4 separate regions of the Mus musculus genome follow, and all the other regions are linked to region 2. A link is a contact called in public promoter capture Hi-C data. All regions are on one chromosome and are shown on one strand. Each heading gives the region's core, a stretch centred on a gene start, on an enhancer-like site or on the middle of the called end of the contact. The rest is flanking DNA. Distances are from core to core; before and after follow the strand shown.

What was found. Promoter capture Hi-C pulls out the DNA fragments that hold promoters and counts their contacts. Capture Hi-C pulls out chosen DNA fragments and counts their contacts.
Region 1: a promoter capture Hi-C map of pre-B cells shows a contact between it and region 2, with 10 times the contacts expected there. The contact joins the promoter of Angel2 here to the promoter of Utp25 in region 2. A contact is called at or near these places in 2 of 39 promoter capture datasets (liver and pre-B cells), 1 of 484 Hi-C or Micro-C datasets (CD4 T cells), 3 of 115 datasets of contacts at active chromatin or transcription factors (embryonic stem cells, large pre-B cells and thymic regulatory T cells) and 1 of 9 other capture datasets (adipose tissue).
Region 3: a contact with region 2 is called in a promoter capture Hi-C map of liver, with 2.2 times the contacts expected there. The contact joins the promoter of Nsl1 here to the promoter of Utp25 in region 2. A contact is called at or near these places in 1 of 39 promoter capture datasets (embryonic stem cells) and 1 of 9 other capture datasets (liver).
Region 4: a promoter capture Hi-C map of adipose tissue shows a contact between it and region 2, with 3 times the contacts expected there. The contact joins the promoter of Rps6kc1 here to the promoter of Utp25 in region 2. A contact is called at or near these places in 1 of 39 promoter capture datasets (pre-B cells), 2 of 115 datasets of contacts at active chromatin or transcription factors (large pre-B cells and thymic regulatory T cells) and 1 of 9 other capture datasets (adipose tissue).

Annotation. Positions count from the first base shown.
Region 1 is chr1:190,925,486-190,930,305 of GRCm38.p6, reverse strand. Angel2 (angel homolog 2) reads right to left here and starts at 1,801. Exons shown (of 9, transcript NM_021421.4): 1 at 1,548-1,801. The coding sequence starts at 1,606.
Region 2 is chr1:193,127,935-193,132,994 of GRCm38.p6, reverse strand. It overlaps Utp25 (UTP25 small subunit processome component), which reads left to right and starts at 2,744. Exons shown (of 12, transcript NM_145415.2): 1 at 2,744-2,951; 2 at 3,465-3,504; 3 at 4,449-4,728. The coding sequence starts at 2,845.
Region 3 is chr1:191,059,767-191,064,682 of GRCm38.p6, reverse strand. It overlaps Nsl1 (NSL1, MIS12 kinetochore complex component), which reads right to left and starts at 1,662. Exons shown (of 6, transcript NM_198654.3): 1 at 1,411-1,662. The coding sequence starts at 1,644. It overlaps Tatdn3 (TatD DNase domain containing 3), which reads left to right and starts at 1,773. Exons shown (of 10, transcript NM_001357166.1): 1 at 1,773-1,882; 2 at 3,426-3,458; 3 at 4,497-4,570. The coding sequence starts at 1,826.
Region 4 is chr1:190,910,085-190,915,291 of GRCm38.p6, reverse strand. It overlaps Rps6kc1 (ribosomal protein S6 kinase polypeptide 1), which reads left to right and starts at 3,522. Exons shown (of 15, transcript NM_178775.4): 1 at 3,522-3,736. The coding sequence starts at 3,632.

The DNA.
Region 1 (4,820 bases), core at 552-3,051, 2.2 Mb after region 2:
TAACAGACATGCTACTCTCAAGTTCTCACAAAGCACTGCCTCCTACTGCATTATCTGGCAAAGTGTTAGGGTTCTGAGGACTATACTTCTGGGGTTTGTGTCTCAACATCTACTATCACTAAGGTTTGCTTAAGTTGTATTAAGATTTTGTTATGCTGAATTTCTTTATTATGCTATTTTTCATTAGAAAAGATAACCTATATTGTGTACTTTAAACTTAAGTACTCTCAAACTATTCTCTAAATCAACCCTACTGTAAATCTTTAAGGTCACAACATGGGCACTATATCTTGCAATTGACCCCGAAAGTCATTCAAAGGGATTTCAGCACTTGGATCTTGTCTTGTTTTGTTTTTAAATTTAAAAATTTTGAGGTGGCCCATGAGTTTGATCCCAGCACTCAGGAGGCAGAGGTAGGCAGATCTGAGTTGAAGGCCAGCCTGGTCTACACAATGAATCCCAGGACAGCCAGAGATACAAAGAAAAACCCTCCTTCTCTAAAAAACAAACAAACAAAAAACCAAGACAAAAACCAAGTCCAAGACCATCAGCACAGGCTGGTGGTGTCTCTAATTCTCCTGCCTCCACCTCCCCAGTGCTATAACGGTTTACTTTCTGTCTTGAAATGTTTCTATACTGCAACCTGCACAGTGACGCTTATTCTTTGGATTGGCAGTTATTTATACCACATCTTTTTCTTGTAAGATAGTGAGCTTTTGAGGGTTCGAACCTCAGTATTCTCTGAAAGCCCAGTCTCCACCCAAGGGCCAAGCACACAGCTGGTACTCAGAAAATGCCATAGCACAGGAACCAGGAATGGAGTGGGCAGATCCCAACGGCTTATGTAACGACAGTGTGCTATTTCCCACGCGTGGTACGATATAGTTTCAAAGGTTATACAAACCACTGGAATCTTAATAACTAAGTCCTCAAAGTTTATAGGAGAAAAACATAATCCGTACATCCAATTTAAGATTCGGTGGATACTACTTGGGGTGACATTATTAGAGGCTGCATGTACTGTGGCGCTTTAAAATTTCAAGTGAGTTATTTTTTTACTTTTGGAGGCGGAGTGTCACGCTCGCTGCCTAATCCAGGCCAGCCTCAAATTCATGGTTATCCTCCCGCCTCGGCCTCCGGGGTGTGGAAAGTGCAGGCGTGAGCCATCACGCCAGGCTCTCAAAGAGTGGATTGAAAGAAAAATACCCAGGACGGAGCAAGAACTTGAGTGGCGGTGAAAGTTGGCCTCCGCGTGACCGACGCTGCCCAGCCACCCCGGGGCGCGCAGCCTCCCTCCGGGCGGGGCCCTGCGCGCGGGCGGCGGCGGCGAGCGTGGAGGCCGCGCGAGGCCCGCAGGATCCCGGAGGCCGCGGCCACCGCTGCTGCCCGCCCGCGCGTTACCTCTCCCCGGGCGCCGCCTGGCGCGTCCCCGCCGCGGACCCTCTTCCTCCGCCTTCCTCCCGCGCCCCGCCGCCCCGCCCCTCCCCTCCCCGCCCGCCCCTCCAGGTCCCTCCCTCTGTCCATCCCGCCGGCCGCTCGCCACTGACCGGCCTCGCCCCGCCACACAGCGGCCGTAGCCCCTCCTCACACAGCGCCACGTCTCCATCTTGGCTCTCTGTGAGCGCCCAACGCCCGGGCCCGCGGCTGCACCTCAGCTTCGGCCGCTCGCCGGGTCCTACCGGATCCCCATCACTCGGCTCCCGGCCGGCCGCTAGGCATGCTGGGAGGAGCGTCTCGCCGCAGGCCCGGTCACCATCTTGCCTTCTGGGGCAGTTCCTTTAAGCAGTGCGACTCCGGGCATGCGCAGAGCGTGCGCGGACAGCCATTTCCTGGTAGGGCGGAAGGCTAGCGCTTGACGGCTTTCTTAAGACATAGGAAGGAGCAGGAGCTGCGTGAGACCTAAAGTGTATTTACGTGGTTGCGTAGATCCAAAAGGTAGATTTCCACGTTGAGGAAATACTATTCTGTGGGTTCCCGTAGAACTTTATAATTGATTTTGTGCAAATCTCAGAGAACCCACTTGTACATTAATTAGTGCGTTGATGATCCGAGTCTGTCAGATCGAGCGTAGCTTTCTTGGAAAACATAAATGGAGAAGGGACAGCGAGAATAGCGAGGCAGAGGGCACTGGAAACCAGGGTCGCTGCTTGCTTAGTTTCTTTGGTAGAGCTGTGTAGCTGTGGGTAGTAATTTCTTGGGAAGTTTTGTTCTTTTCCTTGTGTTAATTTTGAGAGATACTTTATCCTTCGTGTATATCCTTCTCTTTATCTGCAGTTGTTATATTGTGTAAACATGTCAGGAATGCTGAATTAGCAAACTCTGAGGAAAGCTAGTCTCTGATTGCACACGCACACTCGTGAGTGTCCTTAGACAAAAGTCTTGTGCAGTCCAGGCATTCGTCAAACTTATCTCACATGCCTGTCTGAGCACTGTGGTCACCAGCAACGTACTGCCATACTTGGCTTCGGACCACATTTTCATCAACCAATATGAAGTCTTGTTTTATGCATGTTCCTTATTTAATTTATATTGTCACTTCATTAACGTTAAACTCTGTCCAACAGTCTTCTGATACATACCTAATTGAAGATAATTTAGTACACATATTTTCTCTATATTACATCATTAACTTTTGTCACCTCAGAATCTTGCAGCAGTATACTTGGGGGGCACTTTTAATAGAAAAATCAGTAAAACTGTGGGAAAGGGACACTAAGTAGTCGGTAGAAAGGTTAGTTTTTTACGGTCTGAAAACTCAAGAGGGCAGAGTGCCTTGTTTAACCTCAGGGACAAGCACACTAGGCAACTAAAATTTGCCTTTCTCCTTGTTGGAGAAAAACCAAAACACTGTGAGGATTGATTTGGACATTTTAGGTAGGTTTTAGGGAGTAGGCAGTTTACAAACGCAGTGTCCACAAATGGGGGCTGACTGCTTGAGGTTTATACTGTCCTATTTTCTAAGGGTGATCACAATGTTGTTGTTAGTTACATGTGGCCAGTAGTGTCCTATATGCCTTGTTCCATAATCACATTGTAAGTGACTTGTGAACAGTGTCCATGACTCCTGTTCAAATCTATTCAACCTAGTACTCTACTGACTACACAACATACGGCAAACAAAGATCATTGATAGGGTTATTAACTGGAGCAGACTTAAGGAAGACCTGTCAATCACCAGACTTTCTCCTCCAAGCACACCTTAGCTCCTCTGCTTGTTGTGCAAAGAAAAATGTAGTGTTTTGAAATAAGCAAATGGCATTAAGGTCCTTCCTTCCTTCCTTCCTTCCTTCCTTCTTTCCTTCCTTCCTTCCTCCCTCCCTCCCTCCCTCCCTCCCTTTCCTTTGTTTGAGACAGGGTTTCTCTGTGTAGCCCTGGCTGTCCTGGAACTCACTCTGTAGACCAGGCTGACCTGGAACTCAGAGATCCACCTGCCTCTACCTCCAGAGTGTTGGGATTAAAGGCGTGCACCACCAACTGTCAAGATGCATTCTTTCAATGAGTTTGAAGGTTTCTTGATGACGAAAGACACTTTGGGAGCTGTCTGCTCTAGAACTTTAGAGAGAGTAGTTACCTTATAGCAGCATGGTGATTATCCTAAGGGTTGGAGAACTCTTGTCTCTGTAACAAAACAAAACACCATTTTTGCATTCATGTTCCAGTTGAAAGTTCTCAGCTCACATTGTTCTGTCCCCTTAAATAGATCCTGCTTTAGTCACTCAATAAGTTAAGCAAGTCTGTTCACATATGCTGACATCTCAACATTCAGACAGCTGAGGCAGGAGCCTGTAGAGTTTGAGACCATCCTGGGCCACACCAAGAACCTGTCTTAAAGAAGGGTTGTCTGAGAGTCTGGAGAGATTGCTCAGCTGTTAAGAGCTGTCAAGTGCTCCAGGCTAACCTTTAAAAGGCCATGTAGCTGAGGGTAACCTTGAACTTCAGGATCTCCTGCCTGCCTTCCCAAATGCAGAAACTGTAAGTGTGTACCACCATGACGCACCTGTGCATAAGTGTCTAAAACCTTTGGAGTCCAGGACAACCTTGTCTACAACTGGCTTTTGGTTTTGCTCTGATTACTAAGTCCCCACTCAGAACATCTCCACAGTGTTCCCGTTTCATGGATCCTAATTCTTCTGACTTCCTAAGGCATCAGACACACTCGCGGTACAAATACACAAATGCAGGTAAAATACTCATGCACATGAAACAAAAGGAAATCATTGTTCGTTGCTTGGACTGGTTTTGAAAAAAATCTGTCCATATGCAACCCTGCCCGGCCTGAAGCTTACTATGTAGAGCAGGCTCCACTCCAACTCACAAGAGATCTGCTGCCTCTACAGGGATGAAGAATTGTGCCACCACATCCAGGTAAAATAAAACCTTAAAAGTTATTTTCAAAAGCCAGAGATATGGAGCTGGAGACATGGTTTAGCAGTTAAGAGCACTGGCTGCCCTGAGGTCTTGAGTTCAATTCCCAGCAACCAACAGTGGCTCACAAACATTTATGGTGAAATCTAGGGCCCTCTTCTGACATGCAGGTATACATGCAGATACTCATACATTAAATAGAAAAACTCTTTAAAAACAAAAAAGCCAGATATATTAATCAGAAATGAGCCATGAAAAAACATGCTCATGTTTGGTTAGCTCAGCGAGAAATTAGGAGGTTGGGACAGGGCTTTATGGCACAGTCTTGTCATGTCAGGACTCAGGAGACAGAAATAAGCACAAGGATTTCAAATTCCAGCCAACCTGAGCCAAATGGCCAGTCCAGGGTCAACCTAAACCACAGAGGAAATTCCTGAAGAAATTCACAAGCATAA
Region 2 (5,060 bases), core at 1,495-3,994:
CTTTGATGGCTCGCTCTCTGATGTGCTCTTGTGTTAACATTTTATTTATTGTGTAGTGCTGTGTGTGTGTGTGTATGTGTGTGTACAAGTGGAAGTCCCAGGTCAACATTGGGTGTCTTTCTCAATCATTTTCATCTTACTTTGTGAGTTTGGTTTGGTTTGGTTTGGTTTTTCAAGACAGGGTTTCTCTGTGTAGCCTTGACTGTCCAGAACTCCCTCTGTAGATCATACAGTCTTTTACAAAAGTATACTAAAATATTTACAGATTAAATAATTATTACAATTTGCTTCAAAATTTGTAGGGTGTAGAGCAATAAATGTAAAATGGGTAGCCTTCAGGGAGTAATTGCTGGGGCTGATGGGTAATATCAAGGCTGATGGGTAATTGTGTGAAGCTCATGGGTGTTCCCTGAGGCTCATGGGTAATCCCTGAGGCTCATGGGTAATCCCTGAGGCTGAGTAGCAGGCCTGTGAAGTCTATCATATCTTTTTGTCAAGTTTTTTATTTATTGTATTTGAAAATTTCTGTGGAACTTTTTTCTTTTAAATTATTAAGCCTTCCTGAGTATTCTGAATGCTCTTTTCTTAAAGAATATTCTTGCCCTTTACCCACCTCACTTCAAACAGCCCAGGAACAGTAACTTAAAACCCACTAGCATTTCTTTGTACAGTAACATAGAACTCACTTCCTGAACTACTGTTAACTCTGAAAAGACTTTGAGTTTGAATACATAAAAGGATATCCTAGGGGAGAGAAATGAGTTCTAAGAGTAGAAAGAGAGAAAAAAGGAGGGGAAAAACCTGTCTTTATTAAAACTTCCCAGGTATGTGTGTGGGGGGGGGAGGTCATGTGTATACATGTATGTGCACATGTGTGCTCATAGAGAGCTTCCACAGAGGTATAGAGACAATGGCTAAATTCTTAACCGTCAGGTTATAGTCACATAGGCCCTCCGTCAACCTTATTGAAGGTGACTATCAATACTTTGAAAGAAAGGGACTTCTTTTCCAATAGTCAGCAAGCCAATGCTGAGACTACTTGGATGGAGATAGGGTGAATTTTTGCCTAAAACTGGGAATAGTCTAGATTTGCATGCTGGAAACCACGTGAGAGCAAGAGTCACCTCAAGTGCTGGAACCTTCAGCTTCTGATGAGATCTCTGGAAGAACACGAAACTGCATGTCTGGGGGTGTGGGGTAGGGCCCTTGGGGTGCAGTAAAAGGAGAAAAAAGTATGGCTTTTATTGGTTAGAGCCAGGTTACACGGTCACCAGAGCCATAAAACCTGTGAGGACACTTTGCAAACAGCCTTTTGTTTATCTAAGTGACTATACCTTTCAACTAGACAGAAGACAGATGTCTATTAATGAGTTCCTAGGCCAGGCCAGGTGCTGGCTACCACCCTTTCTGTTTGCATGGCTTTTGATACTTTTTTGCTGGGGGGGGGGGGTTGTCCCCCACCACCACTGGCTTTCCCACTCCCACCCTAATTATTAGTAGTAGATGACCCTGGAACAGAGGGCGGACAGGTGGACCTGAGTAAACCCCTACTCTTCCACAGAAAGATGTTTCGATGTCTCCAGTTGTGCTTTGAGTCTAAGCTGGAGCTAGTACTTTGTTTACATTGAACCTCGGTTAGTTTTGAAGGGAAGTATGTCTTTGTGTGGTGTCAAACAGCCTCACCTATTGCTGTGTGTCCTTGAAATACAGGCCTCAGCTATTTTTGTTCGTTCCTTTGTTTATTTAGAGAAGTTGGGTCTTGTTTTATTTTCCCTGGGTAACATCAAATTCACAGAGATCTGCCAGCCTCTGCTTCCCAAGAGCTGGGATTTAAGGCGTGTGCCACCATGCCCGGCTCAATTTTATTTTTTAAGTAAAGGTCTCTAACACTTCATTCTCTTGCCTCGGCCTCCCGGGGACTGAGATCACAGGTGTGAGTCACCACTAGTTTATTTGCTGTGTGGGTTTGTTTTGCTCAGTGTTAAAGATCAAACCCCAGGATTTGAAAAGTACCTTGGCTAAGCACCCTACATATGAGCGAGCAACGCCCCTGGCCCGTTTAGGCTATTACTCACACTCAGGCTAATACACATCAACTTTAAATGTACAGTTTCACTCGTTTGGGTGATAACACATACAAGATCCTACTTTATCTTGTGTGTTTCTGCTTTTGTTAAAGAAGCAATGTCAGGAGAGGATCACCTCACATACTCCCAGAGACTAATGAATGATCTTTCTTGCTAAGCATCGGTGTCTGCATCTTTCTCAACAGACTGACTCGCTAGATCCGTCTGGACAGTGTGCCGTTAAGTGGGGTGTGCGGGCACCCTTAAGCGATGGTCCTTATTCTTCTGAGTAGCATTCAACCATTTCTGCTAGCATACATTGACATATCAAAGCGAACCACGCGGTTGTGGATTTCGCTTAGTGCTTGAAAACCAGTGCAAGGTCCTGGGTTCAGTTCTTAGCTCCTGGGAGAGGGACAAAGGACCACCAACCTCGTCCTCCTCAATTTTGGAGAAAAAAAAAAAAAAAAAAAAGGTAAAAGATAAGCACAAAGCAAGCCACTCCATCCCGGAAAGACAGCCAGTCCCTGCAGCCCTAGGAGCTGGTGTTCCGATCACGCATGCGTAGACACGCCTATGTGCTAGAGGCGCTCCGGCAGGGGGCAGTATAGCGACCAGAGGGTGTAACGCCTGTCGTACTCTCTGGGCGTAAAGCAGCTTTGCTTTACGGCTCCCGCCTCCGCCGTAAAGCCAGCGTGCCCACGTGCGACAGCGACAACTTGCCACTGGGAACCTTGTGTTTTGTTTGTTTGTTTGTGGCGAGCTTGACGTTTCCGCTATGGGCAAACGCCGGAACCGGGGCCGCAGCCAGATGCTCAGCACCATGACCAAGAAGCAGAAGAAGCACCTCCGCGACTTCGGCGAGGAGCACCCCTTCTACGACAGGTCGGGGTGCGCGGGCCGCCGGGAGGGCTGGTTCCGGCCGAGTTGAGCCGGGTCCGGTCGGTGCAGGACGGGAACCCCGCTGCGGAGGTGCGCTCTGCACCGGGACCTGCTGAGACCGCGGGCCGTGCTGCCTGTCATCCGAGCACGCGCGGGCTCAGGCGCGAAATCGCAGCTTAGCCCAGCCAGGGCCGCGTAAGGGTCTCCAAAAACAGGACGGGAGGTCGGGAGATAAAGTTGGCCCTGAGAGGTGAACCCCGGTGTGCCGTTAAAAGCCAGTTTCTGACTTATCCTTTCTTAAGAGATGTCATTGAGCTCTCTTGTCTGTTACCCTTTTGTCTGCTGATCATCTCTGCCCTTGTGCATGCAGAATTTCATTTTTTACACTGACTGGATATTATCCTGTATTGGACATTTTTTTTTTTTTTGGTATTCATTTAAAGCAGAATCATTATGCCTTTTCGTGATTGTTACGAACTAGCAGCTAAAGTTTAATGTTATCTATTTCTATTTTAGGGTTTCCAAGAAGGAAGCCAAGCCGCAGATTTGTCAGCTGGTAATGCTTTTTTTCTTTATAGTAGTTGGAATTGGGTTGTTACCTTTAAGATTGGGTGTAAACGTAAAGTTTGGTTTGCATCCCCGTGTTTCTCTGTTTTGGGTGTGAGCTGTGATTTTAGTAATGCTACCCAATTGGTTGTAAGTGATGGAGACAGCTGTAGAAATTACCATGTGATGAGAGAGGCTATGGTTGGAAACTACCCCATGACACTGTCTTAAGTTCTGTGGAAGGGGTTCATCAGAGTGCTGGCTCCTTGTGCATGAAAGGCTTCACACAGTATAAAATGGACAAGGGGCCCGGAGACTCAGACAGTGACACTTGCTTGTAATTCTCCTCTTACATCATGCAACATGAAACCTGATGTCTGAGATGTAAGTTAAAACTCATAACCTGAAATTTTGTTTGAAAAGTCAGTTTTCTTTCCACGTGCAGCTGATGTCAATTAGAACCATAGCTTGGTTAACTGTTTTATTTAAGTTTCATGCCCGGCTTGGTTCAAGAGATGAGACTGTAATATTTGCTGAAAAGCTCATAGGGATTTTTGTTTTGTCTGTGAGTTAATGTATATTCATTATACAAAGTAGCGGGTTTCCTAAGGACTTTTCCAGTCAAAATTATCTGATCGTATTCATTTCCTTCCTTTGACTGTTTGTCTTCCATCTCTGCTCATCCCTTTCCTCTTCCCAAATTCTTGTCCTTTTGATTTCATGACTTCTAATTTCTTTTAAATCTAGTTTCCTTGTGCAAGAGAAAATATTACTTGTCTTTAGTCTGACTTATTTTTACTTCCTTATCACCCATTCTATCCATCCCCTTGCATGTGATATAATTTCCTTCTTTGTGGTTGAGGAAATTCCACTAATATGTATTTCTCACATTTTCTTTCTTATTTTTATTTTGACAACAATATATATATATATTAATTTCTCATTTTTCTTTAGCCAGAGAGTTCAGATTCTTCACATTCTGAAAGTGAATCAGAGAGTGAACAAGAGCACGTTTCAGGGTACCACAGACTGCTTGCTACATTAAAGAATGTTTCTGAGGAAGAGGAAGAGGAGGAGGAGGAGGAGGAGGAGGAGGAGGAGGAGGAAGAGGAAGAGGAAGATGACAGTGCTGTAGGTGATGCAGAAATGAATGAGGAAGCTGGCAGTGAGGATGGCAGTGTGGGAGAAGCTGCTGTCTCGGAGGCTGCTGAGGAGGCTGCTGAGACACAGGAACGTAAGTGCCTGGGGCCGGCCTGTCCTCTTCATTCTGTGTTGTGTGGGCTGAGTGAGAGCATGTGGTTCCAAGGCAGAGATTCAGCCTTGTTGGGTTGGGTTAGCTTTTGAGACTCTGATGGGAACACAGGACCCTCTCATCAGGAAAATGCTGTTGGCTTACTCTTTGGGGGACTTGTAACCTCCCGTAAGACCGCTTGGCGTATCAGGGGGACATTATGTGGTCACTGTGACAGCTCAGTTCACTGAAGAGGTTGTTCCGCTTCAGTAAGAGACCAGGTTTGATGGGAGGTAGACATAAAAATACAAACTTTCATGTTGTAGATTTGTTTA
Region 3 (4,916 bases), core at 413-2,912, 2.1 Mb after region 2:
GGCTCTGCTTTCAATTCTTAGCACTAAAGGGAAAAAAAAACCTATTTTATAGGATAAGATTCTTACTATATTAAACTCTTGAGGACATTTAGAAAACAAATTGTCTTTGAAATACTCATTGCTGTTTCATCTATCATTTAAGAATGTCACTGTGTTTCTCAGTCTTTCCTAGATGTTTATCAACAAACCTTCTCTACTTCTGATTCTCTTTAAGATCTCATTCAACAAGCTATTAGAGGTGAAGTCACATTTGTCTATTCCTACATGTAAATGTTCTCATTATCTTAGCATTTTTCTATAATCAGATAAACCCTCTTAGTTACAGTCATCTCCCAAGATAACTATTAAAAACATTAAGTGCCGTTTCTCTCCTTGCCTTACTTCTAAGGAGAGAATAACACAGGAGCTACTATTCCCAAAACTGGGGTATAAAACTACAATCCAAGGAAGGTTTCTTCATTATTCTTTCCCTTAACCACTGTTGTTTTAGTTTTTGATGCTGACAACCTCTATATTTACTCTGCACTCTTGTCATTGGTCATGAATGTGCTGTTACAAGCTTGAAACTTTCCCCTACATATAGGCTGTTTATCTGCTTGAGTTAGCAGTCCTTCGATCTCTAGTGTCTTTTCCCAGAAACCATCATATTCAGGGGTACACAAAATATAGGAGAAATAAGTGTGTTCTAAGGGTTTATGGGTGCCGGGGGAGCAACAGGATGCACAGGTTCTACGTAGCCCTGGCTTGTCTGGAACTCACGGCGTGGACCAGACTAGTCTCGAACTCACAGAGATTTGCATGCCCCTGCCTTCCGAGTACTTGGCATACACTGTCATGACCAGCTCAACTAGAACTTGGTAAAATTTAACACCAAGACAGCTTCTTCATCTATTTTCAACTTAAAAAGAAAATGTTTTCTCCCCGAATCCACACGATGTTATAAAAACAAACAAAAACAATAACAATGACCAAAAACCTAGCCAGATGACTGACTTCAAGGATTATCATTTCCTGGAGAATTCCTCATACCAACCAGCAAAGTTGCGCTGGCCCACAGGAGAGCGACTTTGTCTTTACTGCGCACTTAACTACCAAAAGAAATGTTTTGTAAAACACAAGATTTGAAAGCTTGCTATGAAAGCAAAATGTGATGCCTTGTTTATACGTATAGCGCTGTACATGTTCAAGAATATGGGTACACTTAATACCGCCTGCTTCTTAAGATTACATACGTGTTCGCCCTGTATGTTCCTGACAGGAAGCAGCACCCAGGCGGCACTAGCATCTAGTTGCCTTCCCTGGCATTTCCCAAGCCAGTCTTGGGCATCGTTCCATCTGCGAAGGCCTGACATGGGCCCCGAGCCAGAGCCAGGATGCGCTGGGTGAGGACCGGGAAAGAGGGGTCCGTACCCACTGTGCGTCCCGCAGCGCGAGCTCGCGGACGTCCTCCGGCAGCACGGCCCCGAGCTCCTGCACGAAGCGACCGCACATCTCCATCACTTCCATCACCGCCCTCTTCAAGGTGCAGCGCACTCGGAAGTCCTCTAGGGGAGAGTCTGCTGCCGTGGCCTGAGGGTCTGAGGCGGCCTGGGCATCGTGGTCCTGCGGGGCGGAGACGAGCACTGTTTCAGAGACAGCCGCCATCTTCCCGGTTTAAACTAAGGCGGGAATCGCTGAGACCGGAAGGATGCTTCCCTCCCTGGAACGCTCCTGCACGCGTCCGACTGGAAACCCGATCCGCCGCCGCCGCAAGGTTCCGCCTCGGGTTCCGCGGCCCCAGAGTTCCGCCGCCTGGCTTGCAGTCGAGAAGCCTGCAGGAGTAGCTATGGGTTTGGGGTTAGTGGACTGTCACTGCCATCTCTCCGCCTCGGACTTTGACAACGTATGTGAGGGGGACTTGGGGCTTGCGGGAGTCGGGAGGGCCGTGTCTCCTTTCCCGCAAGTTTTTCTCCCCCAAATCCTCAGACCGTACCTAGTCTATGGCGACCCTTTCGAACCAGCGTCCTGGAACTGACATTCCTCATCTTACACGGCGGTTAACTATTTCTATGAAGCTTTAGTTTGTCGTCTCAACACCCCTTTCTCCTACCACTCTTGAGGTGTGCTGATCCATCCAAGCCCTTAGCAGAGGTTCTAGTTCTGGCCCGGCAGAGGGACAAACAAAAATAATAACACTTGATGGAGTGAATGTGTAGGGATGGAAATAGGTTTTACCGGCTACATTGGGGAAAGTGAAGAGGAAGGAGAAGTAGGTGCCTTTTTCTTAGGAGGTGACGCTTAGGGTGTGAGTGTATGGTAGTGATGAACACCGGCAGGTTGTAGACCTCCCATACATTATAGAATTTGATCTGTTTTAGTTAACCAGCAGCTGGAAACACTTAATAAAGGAGAAATTTCCAGGAGCTGGGAAGGGTAGGTCAAGGTCAGTAAGACATTTGGATTGCATTAGATGCACAGTCTTAACCCTTAAAAGTTTAAAAACAAACCCATTTTAAATATATATAGAGAGCGAATATTCTGAAGACAAATTTGCTGCTGAGTGGCAAAAAGGTGGAGGAGAGAAAGTGAGAGCATTTAGGAAACGTCTCAGTTTACAGACAAGAGCTGGTAGAAGCCAGTACAGTGAGAATATCATGAGAATACCATGTACTCAACAAATTTTAGGAATAACACCAACAGTACATGCATGCCTTGGATAAGAACAGCAAGGGGAGGAAGAAATCGAGCATGACTTAGATTTCAGTTTGTGCTTCCTGTAAGGAAGATGGTGATGGCCTTTGCTGAGACGAGAAAAGGTTTGGGATCAGAGTGGGCAGGTGGGCAGCTGGAAATCCTAGTGGGGGGATATTGGTTAAGTCTGATCTCATCCAAGTGGAAAGATTAGAATACATAATCATTTCAAATGTGAGTCGTGGGTCTTGGAGAGAGTAAAAACTCTGTAAGTTGGAGATTCAGCATGGTATCAAAAACCACGAGAAGGGGAGGATATAGCTTAGTGATAGAGATCTTACATAGTGTGGTCGAGGATGTTAAACAAACAAAGGAAAAAGGCAGAATCCCTTAAGGCAAGTGGAAAGAGAACAGAAGAGCTTGAAGTCACAAAAAGGACAGAGAATCAGTCAAGGAGACTGAAGAGTTACCTACCACTAGGCTGTGAAAGCAAATCATGAGGGAAATGTCCAGAAGCCTCTGAGGGACAGAGTGAGAGAGGACAGGAAAGCTCTGTGTGTTTGGCAACAGAGATCTCTGTTTTGATATAGTGTGCATCATGGACTGTGAGAGTAAGGAGGAGGGTGACTTCATTTTCTGCCACTCTGTTCCTTGCTAACAATGTTGTCCTTAATGGTGCCTCTGCTGCCTGTATATGGACCAAGAGCAGTTAATTACTCGTGTAAAACAAACGTGGTTGCTTCTGTTTGTTGTAGGATCTGGATGATGTGTTGGAGAAAGCCAGGAAGGTAAGCTAGAATCCATATCCCCCCCCCTTTTGTGCCCTTCCTGTTTCATTCAACATACTGTTTTTAGGGACCAAGTAGGCAGACTCTGCTGTTTCCGTGGTCAGCAGTATATTTAAGCTCTCACTCTGTGCCAGCCACAGAGCTAACCCCCCACTGAACTTTAGATCATTTAAAGTCTCACCTTCTGAGGAAGTTACTCTTTTATAGTCATATATTCTCCATTTGATAGATGAGGAATCTAATGTCTGCAGGTTAGTAGCAGGACAAAGGCACATGCTAATGAAATGATAGAGACATGCTGGTCTGATTTAAAAATGTGTCCCTACAGCCACCATGCTTAGCAGCACTGGAGAATGGGGCAGTCAGTCTTTTGAGTTTTAAAGTCATATTATTTTGGAGATCAAGGGTGTATTACAGTCTTTGGAAACATTTTGGTTTGTTAGAAAAAGTTATCAAGGGCTGTAGAGATGTCTCAGTGGAGAAAAGCACTTGCAAGTCTGATATTGCAAGCTCAATTCCTGGGACTGCAGTGGAAGCACAGAACTGACTCCAACTCCAGAAAGGTGTCCTCTGATTTCCACTCACTGCATGCGGTGTGTACACAGTGCACACACACACACATACTGCAGGCACACACATAGAGAATAAAATTTAAAAGTAAAAATTACAGAATCTTGGAAGTATTTCTGGAATTACGTGTACACTGCCATTGTGGCAGCTTAACTGGCTTGTGGGCTTTGGGATCACATGAGCCTAAGGATGGTGGTTCCTCCCAAAATGCAGTTTCTGTCCAATGAATTAAAGAAATGCTTACCTTTGGTCTTTATAGGTTAATGAGGTGACATTAATACGCAGTAAACATATGACCTTAAATAATAAGAGTTCAGTGGTAATCATTTTGATTATACTACTGGAACTGGGTTAAAAAATAATAAAATATATAGAAAAATTTAATATTTCCCTTAATTTATATTAAATGTGCATATTGTTTGGTATTCTGTTCTCCTGTTTTATTTCGTTTTGTTTTGTTTTGTTTAGGCTAATGTCATGGCCCTTGTGGCAGTTGCTGAACATGCAGGAGAATTTGAAAGAATTATGCAGCTTTCAGAAAGGTGGTGCTAGTGGTGGTGGTGGTGGTGGTGGTGGTGGTGGTGGTGGTGGTGGTGGTGGTTCTTCTTCTTCTTCTTCTTCTTCTTCTTCTTCTTCTTCTTCTTCTCCTTCTCCTTCTCCTTCTCCTTCTCCTCTTCTTTTTCCTATTCTTCCTCCTCCTCCTTCTTCTCCTTCTTCTTCTGTGTGTATGTGTATATGTGTGTGGTGTGGTGTGGTGTGGTGTGGTGTGGTGTGGTGTGTATGTGTGGTATATATTCACATCTGATGCAGATGTGCTTGCATATGTGGGCATGTGAACATCCAAGGTTGACATTAGGTATCTTCTTTGATGGCTCTCTTCTTTATTTA
Region 4 (5,207 bases), core at 2,273-4,772, 2.2 Mb after region 2:
ACGATGTCTTCCTTAGGTAAGTAAAAACACTAACACCTAAGTTTGAGTTGAAAGACTTCTAGTGCCAATTCTGAAAAGACTGCAAGTGAGGAGACAGGTGGGCAGCAGAGAGGCCCTTAAGTAGCCTGGGCTTGCCTGAAATTCACTGTGTAGATCAGGTTGGCCTTGCACCTGCCTCTGCCTCCTGCTTGGTGGAGTAAATGTGTGTACCACCATTTAGTTTTTCATGACAGGGTTTCTCTGTGTAATCCTGGCTGTCCTGGAACTTGCTTTGTAGACCAGGCTGGACTTACATTCACAGAGATCCACCTGCCTCTGCCTCCCAAGTGCTAGAAATAAAGGTATACACCACTCATAGCCCTAAACTTCAGAATTTTAATATTGACAAATAGAAAGTCCTGAGATTAAAAAAAATTAATTATTGGTTGGGTGAAATGGCTCAGTAGGTAAAGATGCTTGCTGCCAAATCTGAATGCCTGTGTTCAATTCTTGGAATCTACTTTGTGGAAGGAGAAAACCAACACACACACACACACACACACACACACAAAATTACTGACATAGATTTTAAAGTCTTAGATATTATTGTAGATTTGACTATTCTTTTAGTTTCGATGTTTTTACTTCATACACTTTAATGGCTTGTTATTAGGTGAGGATATACTTAGAATTAGTCTCTGTTAATGAATTGTATTCTTTTATCAGTAAACCTGGCCCTTCCTTATTCCTGATGCTCTTCTTGGTCTGTCAGGGCAGGGTGTATGCTTAGCAAGCATACGTGCCTGACTTTGAGCCCTAGCACTGCTTAAAATAACAAAACCATCTAAACGGTGAAACACAAGAAATGGCAGCATTCTTCTAACGTCTCCTCAGTGCTGTGTTCAATGTATAGTTTTCCCTTAAAAAAAAAAAGGTTTATACGTGTGTAGGTGTTTTGCCTGCATAGATGTCTCAGTGCCCAAGGAGGTCAGAAGATGATCTCAGATTCCCCCAGCTGGAGTTGCATACAGATGGTTGTGAGTCATCATGTGGGTACTGGTAACCAAACCCAGGACCTCCATAAGAGCACTGAGTGCTCTTAACTGCTGAGCCATCTCTCCAGTCTGCCATATCTTTTTCCTTTCTTCTACTTGACTAGCAGCGTTTGGTTAATCAAACAAACGTGGAGATAGTGGTGAAGAAAGTTTCTAAGGATGAGTCCCAAAAGCTGGATAATATAATGGCACAGACAGTAAAGGCAGCCGGGAAAACGGGAGCAGTGTGTGAAGGAAAAGTTCCGACGCTGATCTGTTGTGGTTTCAGTGTCAATTGGATGCCTGTGTTCTTGCAGAGAGATTTGAATGGAGATGTGATTGGTGAGTTCACCAGAACTGACAAAAGACCAGAGGCAAAATCCCAAGAAACAAAACATTACAGGTTCTTAGAAGGAAATGCCACCAAAAAGAGACTAAAAAGGAGTCATCTCAATATAAAAAAAAAGGAAAAAGAAAAGAAAAAAAGAGAAAAGAAAGAAAACCTCTAGGCCAGAAATGTCTAAAGCTGATGGGATGATGGGGTCATTAGAAAGTTTATTCGGAGCCTTTTCAAAGGATCAGCACACTACTGACGCTAGACTGACTGCCCAGGAGAAAGACTGAATGGATGAGGTCATACCCACTCAGTGGACAGTGAGGAAGGGTGAAATGCAACAGAATACCATTGGTCCTTCTTCCTGGCTATCTGCCATCTGTCTTTCCTGTATCAGGCAGTTTCCTTTGATCAGAGGCCATTCTGGATTATCGGTTTTCTATAGCATGCCATGGTATGTACTGGTCATATTTATATACTTCGTTGCATACTAGTGATGGTATGTAAAGAAAGAGAGGAACAGTCTTTATAACTCCAATGCCTCATTAGTATAAAGTCTGACACATAGCAGGTAGTGAATTCAGGGTTAATGAATAAGTGATAGCTAGTTTTTTGACTGTATAGGCTTGAGCTAGAGAGATAACAGCAGTTAAGAACACCTGGTGCTCTTGCAGGGGACCTACCTGGATTTGGATCCCAGGACCCACATGAACCATCCTGGGGATCTGTGGTGATTTTTTTTTTTTGTGGGTACCAGGTATACATGTGGTCAACATACATGCAGGCAGGCAAAAGACCCATACACATAAGAGAAATAATAAGAAAAGCCTAAAGGCTCAGAAGAGGTTAATAGTCGAAGATCAAACATACAGGGTGGAGACATTATTAGAACAACGTTTTTCTTTCTGCCAAAGAGAGTGGAAATCAGCACATGAGTGGAGCAAGTAGTTTTCAAATGAGCAAGGGTGTCAGGCTGGGATGGAGATGTGAGCAGACAAAGGGTGCTAAAGTCACTCTTTTCCTTTGTAAAAGGATTTTTATTTTTATGTCTATGGGTGTTTTTCTGCTCTTAGGTATGTGTACTACTTGTGTGCTGGAGGAGGCCAGAAGAGGGCATCAGATCCCTCAGAACTGGAGTTACAGGCAGCTAAGAGCTGCCACTGGCATGCTGGGATTTGAACCTCACCCATTCCTCCGGAAGAGCAATCAGAGATCCTAACTAACTACTCAACCACATCTCTAATTCTTCTTACCATCTCTGTTTCTCCCTCTTTGTTTCTTCCCTTCCTTCCTTCCTTAATTGTGTGTTCTAGGGGTTAGAAGGCAGGGAGGAGAGGAAGCAAGAGACACAGAATTAACAACGACAGAACCTTGCAATGAATCTTTTGGGAATGAGAGCTCTGATCAAGAGAAAGTTAAAAAAAAATTGCCAGGTAGGGGATGCCAATCAATAGAAACTGGAGACTCTTTGTAGTGACTTTGAGAGTCTCCTTCTACAACCCCCACAACAGATGCACATTTAAGAGTCTAGGGACTGTTGAAAAAACAACAAACTTCTTTGTTGTTGTTGTTGTTGAGAGTCTTGTTATGTATAGCAGACTGCCCTGGATCCTGTGACTGAGCAAATTTTGTGTTTTGAGACAGGTTCTCCCCATGTAGCCCAGCTTAACTCTGAACTCACTACTTGACCCATGTTGGTCTCAAGCAATCTCCCTGAGAGAGTGGGAGGGATGCACTTCTATTCTACGTAGGGTGAGGGCTTGTCGTGCAGCTGTAGGTATGTCAAAGAGGGTTCATCTACGGGAAAATGGGGACGTGTCTGTCAGAGCGCTGCGATGTTGCTGTGGGCACCGCACAGAGTAAGTAGGGAAGGAAAGGAGATGCTTGGCTCGGGTACCGCTGCGTCCATCACCCAGGACTCTACAGGAGCACAGGGCGGGAGGCCCAACCCTCTCCCCAGCTCGCAAATTCTAGTAGACATCGAAGCTAGTGCACCAGGAGACTTAGTAGGGACGCCTCCGGTATCCATGGCGACTGAGCTAGGCGCTAGTAACCACAGCGGACGATACAGCTCGGAGAGGATCCAGAGCCGCACCTTCTTATCCCGAACGTCGACCGGGATGACCCGGAAGTCTGTGTGGTGATCCGGAAGCAGATCCAAGCGACAGCCCCCCAGGAGCCACCGCCCCCTCTTCGCGGTGCTCGTGCTTAGTGCTGCGTGGAGTCCGGCACAGCTGGGGCTGCCCGATGGTCCCCAGCTGGCGGAAGCACGGGCGGAGGGAGGATGACCTCTCCTTGGGGTCACAGTGCGGACCTGGCCCGCTTCTACACTGTCACCGAGCCCCAGCGACACCCCAGGGGCTACACTGTCTATAAGGTTACCGCACGGGTGAGTTTCTGGATAGGGACACTGGGCGGGGCACGGGCTCCGGGCTGCGGCTGGGTGCGGCGAGTGGTAGGTAGGTTGGTAGGGAGGGATGGAGACTCGGACAGGAGACCCTAGACAGTACACAGGAACTCCAGGCAGAGATGGGACTCTAGGTTCGAGATGTTGAGGACCCCAGGCAGGAGATGGGATCTCAGAATGGAGATGCTGGGGACCCTTGCCAGGAGACAGGACTCCAGGATGGAGATATTGGAGACCTCAGTCAGGAGAGAGGGACCCCAGGATGGAGATGATGGGAACTCTAAGCATGAGAATGGACTCCTGGTAGACTGGAGTGCAGGCTCCATAAGGGATGCTGGGCTCCACCAGCCATTCTGGGGTGGAACACTGGTGGATGTCTTTAAATGGATGACCTAGTCCTCTGTCCTATGTGGACTTTCTCTTGAAATGAAATTTGCAGAATTGGGCTGGTGCATTCCAGAGGGAAAACACACACTTAAAAATGTTAGTGGGTGTGTTGTGGGGCTTATGTAACGGAAGGGACGTTTCCTCTTCTCATTCAGTGGCTGGCTTGCCGTGAGGCAGGTAGAATCTTGGGAAGATTTCGCTGTTAAGACGCTCGTCTTGGATCTTTAGCCTTTGCTTCTGAGTTTTGATGAGTCTTTTCAGGAGACACATGTGTACTTAAGTGAGACTTGAGGGTGGTTGGTGTGGCACAATGGCTCAGCAGGTAAAGATGCTTGCTGTCAAGCCCGAAGAACTGTTTTCATTCCCTGGGACCTACATGGTGGAAGGAGAGAACTGACTCCTGCAAATTGTCCTCTGACCACTGAAGGTGTCGTCCCCCCAAATAAATAAATGGTAATTTTTTTTTACATAAATTCACTGTTCCAAATTTAGTACTGTTTTTCTTAAATTTTGTTGCCTCAGCTTAAGTTTTGAGAACTCGTTTTCCTGGGAAATGAGAACAATAACATGAAATAAGTGCTTATGTGCACTGCTGTGTGTATGCTGGGCATTTTGTACAACTTCATGATGAGGAAGCAGATTCAAGGAAGTTTAAAAGTTTGCTAAAGTTTCTGTTGCAGAGCAGTAGCAGCTTTGAGCTTCGGGACCAGTTCTGCTTAACCCACGATGAGGAAACTCAGTTGCTAGTGTTAAGTCTTGAAGAAGAGGGGTATTGACGGAGGGGCAATAATAATGTTAATAGTGCAGTGAATATTCAAAAAGCACTCAGGAATCTGCCCTGAGGAAGCTGAGAGAAGAGATTGGGGTAAACTGAGCTTGGGGCATGCAAGGGGCTGGCAGCATTTGGAGATGATGCAGAGTCAGACAGATGGGAGTGTGTCGCTGGGTTGAGCAAGTTTCTCAAGACAGCAAGAAGACCAAGTTCTTAAGAGTAGGGAGAAGTTTGCCTAGGTCAGTGTTGTGTACGTGGGGTGTGAGTAGCAGTTTTTTCAAAGAAATGTAAGGA